Regions from separate parts of the Mus musculus genome. Here region 2 is linked to region 1. The links are chromatin contacts, called in public promoter capture Hi-C maps. All regions are on one chromosome and are shown on one strand. The core of a region is the stretch at or near the end of the contact, and the rest is flanking DNA. Distances in the headings are between cores, read along the strand shown. Region 1 holds the start of Golga7b (golgi autoantigen, golgin subfamily a, 7B). Region 2 holds the start of Hpse2 (heparanase 2).

Region 1 (5,709 bases), core at 2,070-4,569:
ACTCCAGCATACAAAACAAAATCCAAAAGACTACAGTTAGATAATGTCAATGTCTCTACCTCAAACTTTCCACTGTACCTTGCTATCTCACTTTTTTGATCCAAAGTTCTTAGGGCTGCAAGGACCTAAAAATCTAGTTACTTCTCACTTTGTTTTGTTTTATGAGATGGAGTATTTCTGTGTATCTTTGGCTGCTCTAGAACTGGCTGTGTAGATCATGCTGGCCTCAAACTCAGAGATCTGCCTGCCTCTGCCTCCCAAGTGCTGGGATTAAAGGCATGTGCCACCACCACCACCACTCTGCTACTTCCCATTAAAGAAGGAGAAGGAGGAGGAGGAGAAAAGAAGAAGAAGAAGAAGAAGAAGAAGAAGAAGAAGAAGAAGAAGAAGAAGAAGAGGAGGAGGAGGAGGAGGAGGAGGAGGAGGAGGAGGAGGAGGAGGAGGAGGAGGAGGAGGAGGAGGAGGAGGAGGAGCAACAACAACATCCCGTCTTCCTTTCCTTTGCCCTCCATTCTATGGACTCTGGTTTGGAGCTAGTTTTTGGATACATTAGGCGTGCTCCTCTTCAGAGTCCTTGAGCTCTGTTCTTTCTGCCTTGTTGCTCTTTTCCTAGGCAGTTGTGTGCTTATTTCCTTTTCTTTCTTTCAGACCTCTACCTACATCTGTCCTTATTAAGAAAGTTTCCCGTGTGTATTCCTTCAGAAATCACCTCCTTTTGACCTTTGACCCCAGGTCTGTATCACAGCTCACTTCATTTTCTAGCAATGACCACACTCTGCACTGAACTTATTTTCTCATGTGTGGCAGGGACAGTCTCTGTATATTTAGTCATTGCTGTATCTCAAGTCTCTGCAATCTAGGACTCAGTAAGTACTCAACAAAGAGTCAATGAATGGAAAGACTTGTTGAATGGCTTTCTTCTAGCCAGCGGGTGATTGGGGGGGGGGTTCCAGATGACTGTCAGGTTAGGATTGTCGTCAGTGAGAGGCACAGTGACATCTTGCTGTGCAAGAGTAAGGAATGGTCTCAGATCTCCAATGGACACCATGAGATGACGGGCTCATTTGTTAGCAGTGACCACTGTGGATTTGCAGATGACCCCAGTTTGCACATTAGTGTCAAAGCACTTACAGAGAGCTATGAGGCAGACCACAATACCTGCCCTTAGCTGTTTTGGCATGTCACTTATCCTTAGAGACCCAATGTGCTCTTACGATAAATGGGTAGGTGGAGATGTCTGTTCTCTGTCAGCTTATGGTCTGCAAAGTACTAGAAGGTGGCAGGGTAGTCAGGGAACAGACCACACACTACTTTTAGAGCTTGACTGTTTCTGTCTAAATCCTTCTCATGGGAGACTTTGGGCATCTTATTCTGGGATGCTGAAGGGATGAGTTATTCTGGGATGCTGAAGGGTGACAACAATATGGAGTGGGGCTGGGGAGATGGCTTAGCAGCTAAAGTGATTGCTGTGCAACAGCGAGGAGGGTTCAAATCTCCAAGGTCTATGTAAAAAAGTCAGATATGGCATGCCTGGAACCTAGTGCTCATATGGTGAGATAAGCCAGCTAGCCTGGACTATGCAGAGGCAAACAAAAGACCCTATGGAAGGTATAGATTGACAATGACATTTAAGGTTGTCCTCTGATCACCTGCCCACGGGCTCTGTGGCATCCACACAGTGGCACTCAGAGCATAAATCCACCTCCCCCCACACACACATGAGAGAGAGAGGCAGACAGACAGACAGGAAGACACAAGAGAGATACAGAGAGACAGATAAAGAGACAGATTTTAAAAAATAAAAAATGTAACTCACAGCAATTGTCAGGATTTCAAAATATATGTGCAGTGTAGAACTGTCTGGCACACATTAAGTGATCCATAAATGTTTGGTATTAAAAATAGAAAGTTCTGCTGAAAAAAAAGCTATTAATATGTCTTTGGGGTAACAAACCATCCTAAAATAGTAGGGTTACCATGGAATTTTAAAAGACATGATAATGATATTGTGATTACAGAGAAGAATGTTATTTTGCTTTTTGAGACAAGGTCTCACGTCTCTCCACCCACCTCAGCCTCAGGAGCGCCGAGATTAAAGGTGTGCACCATCACACCTGCCTCAGGAAAATGTTCTTATTCTGAGGGGATGAGTGCTGAAGTATTTAAGGATAAAACTGTGGAATCTATCGCTTTCTGATAATCTAGTGAAATTATATACGTCTCCTTGATCCAGTTTCCGTCAGCAAAGCCAACAAATCAAAATCAAATGTAAAAATACTATTGCTGACTGAGTTAGTTAGACTGTTCTGGCAAATGTCTTTTCCCCAACTTCTCCTGTATGTTTGGAAATTTTAAATGGGAAATTTGGTAGAAGAAGAAAGGACCCTAGCTATAGGCTAATGAAGAAGGGCAACAAGTATATCCTGCAGAAAGAGGACCGTAAACTCAGGGAGTGAGACAGCTAATCAAGGTAGGAAATCGGGAGAAGTCTGACCTGGAGTCAGGTCTTCTGGCTGCCTGTTGTGGCACCTACTCCAGTTTTATGTCATGGCCGACGCTGCTGACCTGTGGGCAGCCAGGCTGTAGAAGAAGTACCCAGCTCCCCTCAGACACAGATCTGGGGTTATTGTGGATGTGTTCAAAGACACCTGTGTTGGGGTTTCCTTTCTGCTTATTAAGTAGATAAACCATTTGATTGGAAGGCCTAATGCCAAATTACCACCTTGGAGAGTGGGCATACCGGTTTGGCATGTGGTTTTTGATTAGTGGTGGTAATTGGGTATTGTGGGAGTGTGTATAAACTCTGGGATGGCTGTAGGGAGACAGAAGTGTAAGGGGTGGGACCTGGACTAGGAGGATCATAAAGAAAGACTGGCTTCCATAAAAGAAAGGGCCCTAGGGAAAACCTGGGGATGAAATGTGCGTATGTGTTTTAAGAAAATGCTCTCTTATATCTGCAGCATTTTCCCCTAGCTAATGGGATTTTACCCATTTAAGGAAGCAGAAAGGAGAAAAGAGGGAAGGGAATGTTCCCATAAGGCTGGGTAGTGCTTGGGGCAGGACGGGAAGGTTAGAGTGAGAATTTGAAGGTGTTTGGAAAGGTAAGAGGCTGGCGGCCTGTGGATGGTGGGGCCTTCCGTATTGCAGGCCGGGTGCCTTGCAGCAGAGCCCATCTTCTTTCTTCAGCTTCTGGAAGTCCCCGGAGGCGGTGGAAGCTAGCGCAACGCTCTAGGCACTCCTGCTGGGGGGGAGGGCAGGCAGGAGAGGCGGGGCGCTGGGCGGGGCGGGACGGGGTGGGGCGGGAGCGGAGCCGGTGGCCGCGGGCGGGGCTCCTCTCCGGCGGGTGCCGGAGTCTGGGGGCCGCGGCTTCCCCCTCCCCGCCCGCCGAGGCGCTGGCCCCTCCTTCCCCCGCCGCCCCCGTGCCCGCCGCTGCTGCCACTGTCAAAGATAAAACCGGGCCATTGCCTGCAGGAACCCTGGCAGCAGGCGATCGGGTGGTGAGGAGCCTCCGGCGCGGCCTCGCCTCCCCGGTCCGGCTCCCGCGTCAGCACCGTGGACAGCACGGACCACCTTTCAGGGACCCTCCGGTCGGCAGGAGCGCGCTTCAGGTTTCGGCGATCTCATCAGTACCGCGGACAGCGCCCAGGCCCTCGCTGGCCTCGGCCAGCCCACCGGCTCTTCCTATCAGCACCGCGGACAGCCCCCCTGAACCAGCCCAGCGACAGCCAAGGACTGGTCAGAACGCCCTGAAGATGGCCACTGAGGTAGGGCCCAACACCTTAACCCGCAGGCAATGCCTCAGGGAATGATTCCCCACTAGGGGCAGACTGGGCACGAGGAGAAGACGGGGGTGGATGGGGGTAGAGGGTGGTTCCCTGGGTTCATGGTGGGAGGTGTGGAGTGGCATGGCATATAAGCAGAGCTTTGCTGAGGGGTCCCTTCACCTTTGACATGTCAATCTTGCCCATGCCACTCTGAGCCCTGGGAATCTACTTGTTACCAATAGCACCAAGTCCCAGCTGGTCTGGGGTTTCCCCTTCTCCTGAACACAGGGTTCTGACTCCCTAGAGGTTTGGAGATCCCTGCACACCTGTGTAAGGGGAGGGAAGGTGGCCTACTGCTGTTGTTGCTATGCGGTGCAGTATCCTGCTTCTAACCCAAATGCTTGTCTAGGGAAGACACACCTTCCCTCACATCCACATTTCCTTAGGAGGAGAACGTGGAAAAAGACATGCTCAGGCCCAGAACCCAAAGGGTTGGTTTTAATGAACCTCCTGCACCAGCCCCCACTTTTGAGAATTTCTTTCCTTCTCCATTTGAGCTGCTGTTCTCAGTGTATCCACATTTGCCTGTGAGGGGGAAGCGACTGTGTGCTTCACAGTGTGTCTATAGACCAAGGGACCTGTTAGCTAAGGACAAAATCTTGGCATAATGTGTAAGAAGTCGGGACTTGTGTCTCTACCCCCAGAGGTTACTCCTCCCCGGGGAGAGCTCTTTACGCATGGTGAAGCTGACATACGGAAGAAAGGATTGGCTCGGTACCCACACAGCATGCCAACAGCAGAGCTGAAAGTTTCTTTGAATTTTTAGAGTGTTGCAGCACACTGGGTCTCCCCAGCTCGGCTGCTGCCGGCTTTTGTGGTGACTCCCCATTTCCAGCCTAGCTGGACCACTGCCAAGGAGGAGAGCAAAGGCCTGTGAGTGATTCTGTGCGGTGCCTCTGGGATTCCGGCGAGTGGCATGACATCAGTACCAAGTGCTACTGCCATCATTCCATTGGATCTCCTGATGTTGCTTGGCATTGTTTGCCTGCTGATGTTGCACGAGGTTAGCTAGCAGGGATTCGTGCCCTCCCAGAACCCCCGCCTTCCCATGGGCAGGCAGGCTTGGCAGACCACAGCAGCAGTTGCTAGTGTGATCTAATGGGCTCCAAAAGGCCTGTCCGACTTACATTCTCTCCCCTACAGGTTTGCTGTGGCCTACACAGTCTACCCACAGACTCACACTTCTCGGTCGAGGCTAGGTTTCCAAGAAGCTGTTGGCAGTAGGCTTGACGACTCTCCCCTGGGATAGACTCTGCTCATAACGCCTCTGTGGGTACAAGGCCACGGCACACAGAATGGCTGTGCGTGTGTGAGCAGCTCTGTGAAGTGGCCATGGATGGTGTTATTATATGCAATTAACAGACGAGAGGACGGAGGCTTGGAAGCTTGCCTCAGCCTGGTGAAGGAGTCAAAGAAGGCTTCATTATCCCATTTTACAGATGATTCAACTGCAACATTAAGGCAATAATTCACCTTGCCTCCATGACCACTATCTTCATGGTTTGCATCGAGGATAGTGTATCCAGGTAGCCAGTATGATGCTTACTAGAGTTCTAGGGGTCTTGAGACAGGGCTTTGAGTGAGGAGAGATGTGCTAGAAAGAACGAGAGCAGAAGTTTTAAACCTGTGGGTCACAACTCCTTTAAGACCATCCGAAATATCAGATATTTACATTACAGTTCACAACAGTAGCAAAATTACAGTTGTGAAGTAGGAATGGAAATAATTTTATGGTTGGGGGGTCACCAAATACAACATGAGGAACTGTGTTAAAGGGTCCCAGCATTGGGAAAGTTGAGGACCACCAAGCTAGAGGGACTTGGGATCTCTGGCTGTTCATCTTGAGGACAGAGGGACAAAAGTCTGTCCAGGATGGGCAGGAGCT
Region 2 (5,709 bases), core at 1,462-3,961, 1.1 Mb after region 1:
TCTTAAGAGAACATTCTCTCCATCACACACACACTCTCGCATGCACACACGCGCGCGCGCGCGCACACACACACACACACACACATTCACGCACAGACGCACACGCCCCACTCCTGTCTCCAATTGGGCTTTATCTTTCTTTTTCCTTGAGGTTTGGTAGCGCCTGGTTTAAAAAAAAAAAAAAAAAAAAAAAGTCTGGCAAGTTTTGGAACTTGTGTGTCGGGAAATGTTTGAGTACCAGAACAATAACATTTGAATCTATCCATTTTCAGGATTTCCATCAATGGGTTTTAAAAAGCCAACAAGTGCTACTCTAGGAAGTAATTGGGAACCAGCCCTGCAGATGCTGTTAATGATGAGGAAAACCGGCTATTGAAACCCGGGTCTACACATCGTTTTTTAACGCTTTGCTAGTTCAGGTTGTGAGAATGCAAATCAAAATGGAGACGTTAAAGAGTATCACAAAGGAGTTGAATTCGAAGGGCACAGAAGTAAAAGGAAACTCCACTTTTTTTCCAGACACTTTGGGGAAGATACATGTCTACCCTGAGATGGCTTGAAGGTTTGGCTGAGCTCTCCAGGACCGAGTTGCAGGGCAGGCGAAGTTTAGGCGTCGCGTGGGCCGGCTGAGCACAGAAGGGACGTCGGCGCGAGTGCGGCCCCAGGGAAACGCCGCATTTCCAATCTTCCGGATAAAGCCCGCACAGCCAATGCAAATGCGCCCCGCCACGGCTTCTTCCCCGAAAAGCTGCCTTCCAGAATTTTTCTGCAGCAGGCAAATATTTAGCGCGAACAAGCTGACATTTTTTAAAGGAGGAGGAGGAAGAAAAAACTCGGAGGAGTCGCGCAGCTGGAGCAAAGCAATGCAAGTGGGGCGTGCATTTAGGAAAAGCCCTGTTGCACCCCACATTTGGATGAATTCAGAGAAGCGTTCTGCTGCACAGAAAAGCTTTCAAGGATGAAACCCGGTAGTGCAGCGCTGTTCCCGCCCTCCCAACAACTGTACCTTCTGGAACCCCAAAACGGCCTCCGCATTGGTGGCGACGACCTCCGAGTCTTTGGCTAAGCTACCCTGACCTGGATGGAGCGCTCGGCGCAGCGCCTACAGCTACCTGCTGCGTCCGCAGACCTGAGGCTGAGCGCTAAGGGGCGGGTGCACCCGGAAAAGCAAAACTCTAAGGGTGAAAAATGCTCAATAACGATGTGAGTCGGATCTGGAATGGGATGGAGAGCACTCTAGACTCTTTGGAGGAGCCCAAACTAAGGGTCCAACTTGAAGGGAATTTTCAGAAACTTAACACTTGGATATTCAATATTGCAGAGGTTTATCCTCCCTTTCTTTTTCTTCTGTGTGTTTTCTTTTTATTTCCAACGCCCCCCTCTTTGCAACCGCCCCTGATGGGAAGGGGATCGCGGTTGCTTAACTGCCTGAATAGTAACAACCCGGGAAGAGGGTGAACCCAACTAGACTGTCAGCGAGACTCAACCTTCAGGTTTGTTAATCCACCACTGCTTTGGGGTTCAAAACTCCCAACGCTTCCCCTGAGAGTTCCTAGGACCTTTATGGATCGCGTATGATGCACACTACGACCCGAGCAACGATTTTTTTTCCCCACTGTAAAAAATTAAACTATGCAGTTACCAAGGAAAACTAAAGAGGAGGGTGGAGGGGGAAGGGCTTCATCTATAAAAAGTGTCTTACAAAGTCAAGGCTGATAATGACAGCGGAGGATACAAAATAAAAAATTTTAACTCCAATCCAACTTGCTCACCGCTCAGGACTCTCCTTAAATTCGTTTTCTGTCTGGGAGTGAGAACTGATGAAACCATCTTTCCGTGGCAAATTCCACTTTCATGCAATCTCCCAACTGAACACTCGGACACACGCACACTGCTTTCTCTCTCACACACAACCACTCCTCTGGAGTCTTTGTTGTTCCAGATCTTCCCTTTTGTAACTTCCCTGAACCTCTTGTTTCTTTTTCAGAAGGGGAGACTAATTGTGGATATATGTAAGCACAACATTTTTTCAGTCATAACTGATAAGTTTCTGAAATGCCTTCTGCATTGCAAACATGTGCATCTTAATAGAAAACACTGCTTTCCTCAATCACCAGTTACAGCCTCACAGCAAATAGTCCAGGAGGGGGGAAACCTCCTTTTTTTCTCTTGGAAAGACAGATCGGTTTGCTGCTGCTGCTGTTGCTGCTGCTGCTGCTGCTGCTGCTGCTGCTGCTGTACCTCCTCTTCTTCTCCTCCTCCTTCTTATTCTTCTTTTTTCTCCTCTTTTTTCTTCCCCCTTTGGAGCAGGGGATAGGAAGAGAATGGGGGTGGGGGTACTTAAATTTTTAAATGACTCATCGAAGCCCCTGCCTTACCTTAAGAAATCGAGCCAGCCATCATGAATGATGGAGGGATCCAGCTGCAGAGAGAGGAAGTTCTCATTGACTGTCCTGACTGGGTTCTTGGTGCTCACATCAAGTAGAATCAGGGTCTTTTCCTTCAAACCTGTAGCTCTGTCTACAGGCAAAGGTCTCCTGTTTCCAGCGTGGAAGGAGAGGGAGAGATGGAGCAACAGAGCCAAGAAGAGAGCCACCAGGGCTAGGCACGAGGGGGGGCGGGAGCTGCTGGAGGCCATGGCTTCAGGGAAAGCACAGAGCACCCTCATTAAATCCCTCTGATTTAAACTTCTTTCCCTACTGGGTCTCGATGGTGACTAATTGTCCTTATCTAAAGTGTGTGTCTCTCTGCCCCCCTTCTCTCCCCCCCCCTATTCTCTTTCGCCCTCGCTCCCTCGCTCTTGCTCGCTTGCTCGCATTTTTTTTTCAGTGTTTTGGTGCTGGTGGAGCGAACTCACGCCCCTAGCCAGCCTTCTCAGCAACTCGTGCCAAGAGTACTGTTCACCAGCACCGCCCCTTTAAGAGATTTGACTGCAGACATTTTTTAACTTTTTAAAGGTAAGGGATGGGGGAGGGGGGAGAAGGGGGAGGGGTGGCCGTTGTGCCCTACTGATTTAACCCGCTAGGGTCAGGAAGCGGCCAGTGGGACTGAAACTGTACTGTGGTACCATCTTGAGTAAGAGCTTATTTTCAAGTCCCCTCCCCAGTAGGCTATGGGGAAGGCCCTTCACTGCCTGAGGGGCAGTCTGTCCTGACTATTTCTTGCTTACCGTCCACTTTGTGCCTTCCTTTTGGGTTGAAGCAGTAAATGTTGTTAGGTTGTAAATGGTTTTATGATGGGCAAAGTAATTTTTGCCAAGGCACAAAAAGCAAAGAAGAGTCCATGCCTAGGTGTGCAAACCCCTGAATCTTGCAAGATAACTAGAAAGAAGTTTCTCCTGAATAGGAGACTAAGGTGGGGGAGAAGGGAGAGTATTCCCAGGTCAAAGAACTTCCTAGTCAGGAGAGTCAAAAAAGAATCAGTATGCTCCATGGCACTGCTGCTTATGTGTGAGGGAGAGTCTTGAGTTTCCCATATATGTTATTTTATGGCTTTGGCAACCCATTGGACTGATGATCAAGACACCCTATGTTCATTTGAATCACTCCTTGGCCAATGTATTCCACTGTAAAAGTAAAGATGCCTCTCCAATGTCTCCTTGCCAACAACCCTCAGACTCATACCCTTGCAGGGGAGTATGTCTTCCTGACGTAGAAATGGGCTATAGGGGTGTCAAATCCAGCCCTAGGCCAAAATTAGAGTGTGCCTGCTTGGAACTCTGGGATACAGATCATCCTGGACTTCGAGTGCACTGCAAACCTCTGTTCTTTTCATTCCCACCCTCAATAGCTTGCAAATTATCCTGAGTCCCATCCTAACACAAGGGGAAACAATCCAGCCACAATCACAGGCAGTCACAATCACACCCAGTCCCATTTTCAGCTTCTCTCTGGGATACAACAAGTCCTCTATTTTGGCAGATGAAGGGAGCTACTTTATGAAAAATGGGTAAATGAGAGCACCCCAGGGCATTCCTTGATTAAACAGACTAGATGACAGTTGAATGCAGAGCATGGGTCCCCACCACTGCCAGTACTGCACACTGGGCAGTATGAGAGCTCAGTAAACACTACAATAGCAATCTATTTTCCTTCCTTCAGCCAGAAAGAATTAGCCAACCTACATAGGACTGGACTAGATTACCTTAAGCTAACATTCCCTGAGGATTCTCTGCCAGTCTAAGAACCCCAAACCACCAGATCACTTAGAGATGGTTTCTAAAACTAAATTATAACATAAATTAAATACTGGCTCTAGCCTTCATACCTGCTTCCTCTAGCGCCTTACACTTTCTAGTCCTCTATATCCTTAACCACATGCTTATGCCCCTGGGGTTAGGGTAAGACAGGCATAAGTTTCAGTACAAACTACTGTCATTTTTAAAGGAGTCTGACACTTCATGGAGATGGGGACAGCTTGGGAACCAAAGGCTTCTCTGTGTCTCTGGACTCAGGTATGTAGAGTGCTCTCAAGAAACATCTCAGACATCTGGTGGTAGTAAACCAAACCCTGCTCAACACACTCAAGACCACTGCTCACAAGAAGAATTTTGTCGTAGTAAATTGTATTTTGGCTATCTGTTCACTGATTTGTTTTCTTAGTTACTAACAGCTTTCTGGCCATCTCCTTCAGGAAGTACTTGTTTTGAAAAGTTGTTAGTTCATTTATCATACTCAGAATTATAATAAACTGTATCTTCTTAACAGAAAGCTAAATTTTCCAAAGTCCATAACACTCTTTGGCTTACAATTAAATGGATTCTGGAAGCCGCATGAATTAAAACCACTGGAAAATTGTTTCAAAGAAATAAAGCATACCCATTAGATGTCTATAATTAATATATGTTTCAAAAGTATTCATTCAGCCAAGGTATGCTGAGTATGCTGAGAGTCTGCTAAATTGTGAGGTTCTGCGATTCTTACTGATGACTGTTCTGTAATGCTTTGGTGGCCTGGTTATCTTAACTAGCATTTAATGTTAAATATTTACATTAAAACCTATGTGCAATAATAAACCAAAACCAACAAAACAAACTTAATTGCTGATGAATACCATTTCTAGCCTGCCCACTGAAATTCAATAGTTATATCCAGCCTTGGACATCAGGAGAAAGTCACAGTTCTGTAACATTTTAAAGGGTTCCATATATCCTTGGTTGACTCCATAATGATCTGATTTGAGGGCTTCTGATCTATCTTGGTACAAACTTTCCAGAGCTACTCTTTGTGTATAACCTTTTTTGCTATCATGACTTTTGTCTTGCTTCTCAATTATCCGTAAACAATATGCTATACAGAGAGTTCTTTACAAATCTATATATTATGCTGAAGCTTCTAACATATTTTCTCTATGCTGGGTAACAACACTCTTCATGTCATTTCTAGCTTAGATTATAATTCCCTACAGAATAACAACTAAACTCTGTCAAAAACTATCAACTATTAGAAACTAATGCACTGATTTCTACCCTACTTTCATTTCAAAATACCTAGAGAAAACACAATTTAAGAACTTTATATCATAACTCCAACTTACAATCCATCTTTACACAGATGTCGAGGCTGTAGGAACTGAAAACATCTAGTCATATCATATCCACGGCCAAGAGCAGAGCGAGAAGGAAGCAATGCAAGCTTCCTACTCAGCTTGCTTCCTGTAACCTTCTATATAAGAATTCAGGGACCAAACCCAGGGAGCAGTGATGCCCAC

The links. Promoter capture Hi-C pulls out the DNA fragments that hold promoters and counts their contacts.
Region 2: a contact with region 1 is called in a promoter capture Hi-C map of the SN4741 cell line, with 6 times the contacts expected there. The contact joins the promoter of Hpse2 here to the promoter of Golga7b in region 1. A contact is called at or near these places in 8 of 39 promoter capture datasets (the 3T3-L1 cell line, the SN4741 cell line, embryonic stem cells and 3 more), 1 of 115 datasets of contacts at active chromatin or transcription factors (embryonic forebrain) and 2 of 9 other capture datasets (embryonic stem cells and macrophages).

Annotation. Positions count from the first base shown.
Region 1 is chr19:42,252,420-42,258,128 of GRCm38.p6, forward strand. It overlaps Golga7b (golgi autoantigen, golgin subfamily a, 7B), which reads left to right and starts at 3,320. Exons shown (of 5, transcript NM_027694.2): 1 at 3,320-3,764. The coding sequence starts at 3,753.
Region 2 is chr19:43,385,644-43,391,352 of GRCm38.p6, forward strand. Hpse2 (heparanase 2) reads right to left here and starts at 2,712. Exons shown (of 12, transcript NM_001081257.2): 1 at 2,379-2,712. The coding sequence starts at 2,668.